Linked DNA regions of Sus scrofa: region 2 is linked to region 1. A link is a contact called in public promoter capture Hi-C data. All regions are on one chromosome and are shown on one strand. Each heading gives the region's core, a stretch centred on a gene start, on an enhancer-like site or on the middle of the called end of the contact. The rest is flanking DNA. Distances are from core to core; before and after follow the strand shown. Region 1 holds the start of KCTD15 (BTB/POZ domain-containing protein KCTD15). Region 2 overlaps LOC100623157.

Region 1 (2,528 bases), core at 9-2,508:
GCTAGAAGGGAGGCAGGCGGGCCACCTGGCGCGCGCCAGCCCCTCCACGGAGCCCGCCGGCCGCTGTGAACTTCGGGGCGGCCGGAGCCGGCTGGGCCCAGGCCCGCGGCGCCGCGGGGCGGGGGTGGCCGCGGAACCCAGAGCGCCTGGCAGGACCGGGAGGGGTGTGCGGCAGGGGCGGGGCGGAAGACAAAGTTAAATCAAGAGGCAGACACTTAAGAGACCACAGATGGGAAGCTCGCCTAATTAAGGACGTAAAAGCGCTTTTGTTCTCAAAGTTTATTGTTGCCGGGATTAAAAAAAATTAATTGAAACTAATGCTGTTATTCACTCGTGCAGTTAAATTCCTTCATGCACATTTGAGACACCGAGTGAAAACTTGAAGCTTATCTTTCTGCAGCCGGGGGTGGGGGGCGCGGAGGACGGAAACGCGCTCCAGCTAAGGGGGAGGGGGGGCTGTTTGAGAGTGTGTGCCGGTGCGCGCGTCCAGGTCTGGGGGTACCGGCGGGGTGCAGGGCTCCGGCGGCGACGACCGCGTCTCCGCGCGGCCCGCCTGGGGTTCCAGACCCGCGCTTGGGATGACCCACCGGCGCGCCAGCCCCTTCCGCTCCGTTTGGGACTCGCGGGTGGGCGTCTGAGGACGCACATCTGTCCCGTTGGAGACTTTTTCTCTCCCTGATTTGGACACCAAGCCCGGCCCAATCAGCCCGAAGCCCCAGCTGCGTGAGCCCGGTTCTGACCCCGGAAACTCGCTGGCTCTGCAGGGCGCTCGGCCCTGCACTGAGGCCCAAGTGCCCGGACCTGAACGCCACCCTCCCCCCCACCCCGCCCCGCGCGGCAGGAAGCTCGGTGCCCGCCCGCGTGGGGAGGGTCCACCCGGGGCCAGGGCCGGCCCACGTGGGCAATCCCCCCTTCCCGCGCCAGGCCTTTGTGCTGGGTGCCCCCGCGCCGCCAGTCCCCGCCGCCTTGCACCGGGACAAAGCAGCCGCCCCCGCCCAGGTCCGAATCCCGGCCGGGCGACTTTCTGGGTATCACAGCCACTTTAGGGACAGGGGTGCGCGTCGCTGAGCGGTGGCCGCCCGCGCGGGGCTTACCTCGGAGCCGGAGCGGCGGATCCGGCTCGGGCGCAGCCCCCGCCCCCCGCAGCCGCCGGTCTCGGGCGCCGGGCACAGCCTCGCCGCCTATGCTCGCCGCGCGGGTCGCTCCGGTCTCGTCCTGGAGTTACTTTCTCTCTCGCCCCCAACCCTCCCCCACCCACCCCTCCCGCCCCGGCCCCCGCTTCGCGCGGCCCCTCGCGGCGCGGCGCGCCGGGGCCTCCCCTCCCCGCCCTCCCCTCGCCTCCTCCCCTCCTCGCGGCCGCCGCCGCCGCCTCCTCTTCGCGCCGCTCTCCGGCTGCCCTCCCGCCGCTCCCACCTCCTCTCCTCCCTCCTCTCTCTCCAGCGGCCTTCCCCGGTTGCTGGCGAGAAAACCAGCCCCCCACCTCAGCCCTCAGCCCGCGCCCCGTCGCGGCCGAGCCCGGACGCCAAGGGCAGCGATCCGGCTCCAAATTACCCAGCGCGGCGAGGCGAGCGGGAGCGCGCGGCGACTCCTGGCTCGGGGCTTGGCTGCGCCGCGGGGCAGAGGATTAGAGTCGCAATTAGCTCCGCGCGCCCGCGCCTACCGCGCTCGGCGACAAAAATGCGCCGTTTCCCTTCCTTTAGCCGGGCGAGCACCACCCGCCTCCCCCGAAGCCTGCGCCTTCCCGCCGTGGCCTCCGCCAGGACCCTCCCGGGAGCGGTGCGCCCAGGCCCCGCGCCCTCCGCCGCCCAGCCCCCGCCCCCCGCCGGCCAGCCACGCGGCGCCCGGGCCTCCTCCGGGCTCGGGAGGGGGCGGGGGAGAAGCTGATTTTAATCATTGTCATTTCATCTGATGTAATATTTCCCCGGGCGCTTTCAGCTGGGCATAAATTTTCGGCTCCCAAATAAGTAACACAGGGCACGTTTCTCACATTTCTTGACTCCTCGGTTACAAAGAGGAGAGCAGCCGCCGCCGCGGCGCCCGGGGCCAGGGGCGGGACTTGGGAAGAAACTGGGCTGCGAGTCGGCCGGGGCTGGAGCGGAGCCGGGGGCCAGAGCCGCCCCTCCCCCTCCCCGGCCTTCCTCCCCGGGTCTCTGCCCCGACCGCCCCTCTACCGGGGAGCAGCGCCGCCCGTGACGTCTGCGGACACGCGGTCGGCTACCGCGGGGGAGGGGGGCGCCCGGCCGGCCCCCCGCGGCCAGACGCGCCATTTCCTTGACTCGCGCGGCGCGATGGAGACGTCTAACGCCAAGACTCCTCGCGGCGCCGAGGCCTGCGCCCAGGGCGTCCCCCCTGGTCCCCGAGGCGGCTGCCGCTTCCTCCTCCTGTCCTACCTCCTCCTCCCCTTCCTCTTTCTCTCGCTCCCCGCCCGTCCCCCACCTCCGCCTGCTCCTGGACCACTTCCCGGCTCCTAGGAAACGGAGCACGGAGCCTCCAGTGCCGCGCGCCCGGCCTGCACTGCGCCCCCGTCC
Region 2 (2,528 bases), core at 22-2,521, 71 kb before region 1:
CAGCTGTTCTTATCTTCCCTCTCTTCCTGTAGGACATGTGGTTCAGTATACAGCATGCAGCCTGGCCTTTGGGTTAACTAGTTTATCCCATTCTCTGCCAAAACAGGATGAACTTTGTGCTTTGATGGCCTTTTCACCCATGTGTCATGAACCATCTGTTGGGGCAAAGCTTAAAACAGCAGTTGTCCCTTGACAAGTAGTTGCAGTATCACATCTCTATTCTGTTATGGAAAATTATTTTCTATTTTCATCTTCTCAGTTTTTTTGGTCTCTATTCCTTTTCTAGGGTCGCTCCCATGGCATATGGAGGTTCCCAGGCTAGGGGTCTAGTTGGAGCTACAGCTGCCGGCCTATACCACAACTACAGCCACGCCAGATTCAAGCCACATCTGAGACCTACATCACAGCTCGTGGCAATGCCAAATCCTTAGCCCACTGAGCGAGGCCAGGGATCGAACCCGCAACCTCATGGTTCCTAGTTGGATTCGTTAACTACTGAGCCACGATGGGAACTCTTCATCTTCTCAGTTTTTGTGGATGTTTGTACTTTGAAAGAATAATTTCTGAAAATTTTGGAGACATAAGATAAGGCTCTTTAAATTTGGTTGCTGTATGTTTGTTGAATGAGTTTGCCTGGACTGTGATACTGAATCAAATATGTTGTCTTCTTAGGGACCTGGCAGCATCTAGCGGCGTGATCCAGAGCCTGGTGGAGAGCTGGGAAGCTTGCAGCTCCTCTAATTCTTACTGCTATAAACCAAAGGTATACGTCACTGTGGGAAAAATATTAGGAAATTAGCTGTGATGTATGTTTTCAGTGACTGCTCAAAAGCTTCTTATACTAATTTAATTAGAATAATTTATCTTAATAGAAAGCTGTAATTTTCTACTTTTTCCAATCAGTTGAACCAATCTGCACTTTTTAAAACCCACCCATATGGAATTTATTACACCAAAACCAATACTCTAAACCTTTATTTTTGTGCTAACCATCATTATAACCGAGGAATTATGCTATAGCAATAGTTGAGACCTCTACTTCTGACTCTGGAACACCAACCTGGATCAAACCAAGCCTCCAACCTCAAACAAGTAGAACAGCTGGATAATTTAAAAAATCTGTCTAACTTGAGAGAACTTGAGAGGGCAAGATCCTGGAGAGAACAGAAACAGAAAGGTGAATCTGACATTTGACACTTTTGTTCTGGAGGCTGGAAGTCCAAAACCAGGGTGTCAGCAGATTCGGTTCTTGATGAGGACTGGCTGGCCGATTGCCACCTTCTCTCTGTGTCCTCACAAGGCAAAGAGAGGAAGCTCTGATGTCTCTTTCTGATCTTATAAGAGCACTAATCAAATCACAGAAGCTCCACCCTTATGACCTCAACTAAACCTAATTACCTTCCCAAGGCTTCACTTCCTTATACCATCACACTGGGGGCTAAGGCTTCAATATATGAATTGGGGGGGAGCACAGATATTTAGTATATAACAGCACTATTATTCTTCTCAAGGCATTTATCTCTAAGAGCAGTGACTTCAGTGCTAAGAAGCTGAGCAAAGCTTTGGCAGTCTCAGAGAGGCCCTGGTAATAGCCTAGCCTTTTTGTTAGGACCTCAGAAAGTTTATACCAGTAGTATGGGCAAATCAAAAAAGGACCAACTTTCAAAAAGGTTTTACTCAAAGCAAACTAAGGATATGCCCCTATACCAACTGTATGACAAGAGCAAAAGAAAATCTCTGGAGAAAGATAGCCTCATCCACAGTATCACCTTAGTTCTATAATTTTTCATATACAGTATGTAGCAGTTGATCCAAATTTACTAGGCATACCAGGAGACAAAACTAAATCACCCTAAACCAAGAGAGGAAAGATAATAGAAACTGATTGACAGAGTTCCCCTTGTGGCTCAGCGGAAATGAACCCGACTAGTATCCATGAAGATGTGGGTTCAGTCCCCGGCCTTGCTCAGTGGGTTAAGGATCCAGTGTAGCTGTGAGCTGTGGTGTAGGTCGCAGATGTGGGCTCGGATCCCATGTCGCTGTGGCTGTGGCATAGCCTGGCAGCTACAGCTCTGATTCAGCCCCTATCTTGGGAAATTCCATGTGCTGTTGGTGCAGCCCCCTGAAAAAAAAAAAAAACAAGAAGAAACTGATTCACAGGGAACCAAGTTATTGGAGTTATTAGATATAGATAAAATACCCTCTGATCAATACATTCAAGGAAATGAGAGACAGAACGGATTTTTTTTTTTTTGTCTTTTTAAGGCTGCACCTGTGGCATATGGAGGTTCCCAGGCTAGGGGTTGAATCTGTGCTGTAGCCACTGGTCTATGCCACAGCCACAGCAATGTGGGATCAGAGATGCATCTGTGACCTACAAAATAATGGAAATATAACTGAAAAAGTGTAATTAAAAATAACATATTAGATGAGTTCCAAGTAGATGAGACACAAATTAGGAGAGGAATAGTGAATTGGAAGATATATCAGAAAAAAATGTCTGCAGTGAAGCACAAAAAGACAAAATG

What was found. Promoter capture Hi-C pulls out the DNA fragments that hold promoters and counts their contacts.
Region 2: a promoter capture Hi-C map of liver shows a contact between it and region 1, with 5 times the contacts expected there. The contact joins the enhancer-like site here to the promoter of KCTD15 in region 1. A contact is called at or near these places in 1 of 5 promoter capture datasets (liver), 9 of 47 Hi-C or Micro-C datasets (alveolar macrophages, epiblast stem cells, heart right ventricle and 4 more) and 1 of 2 datasets of contacts at active chromatin or transcription factors (skeletal muscle).

The regions. Positions count from the first base shown.
Region 1 is chr6:43,527,407-43,529,934 of Sscrofa11.1, reverse strand. KCTD15 (BTB/POZ domain-containing protein KCTD15) reads right to left here and starts at 1,258. Exons shown (of 7, transcript XM_021094316.1): 1 at 1,095-1,258.
Region 2 is chr6:43,598,589-43,601,116 of Sscrofa11.1, reverse strand. It overlaps LOC100623157, which reads left to right. Exons shown (of 10, transcript XR_002344636.1): 8 at 673-763. Among named protein-coding and RNA genes, the nearest start is that of KCTD15, 71 kb to the right of the region's middle. Within about 2 kb of position 1,271, at least 2 of the 83 cell types and tissues checked have an H3K27ac peak or open chromatin away from gene starts, as enhancers often do. A contact at or near this core is called in liver, where this site is marked.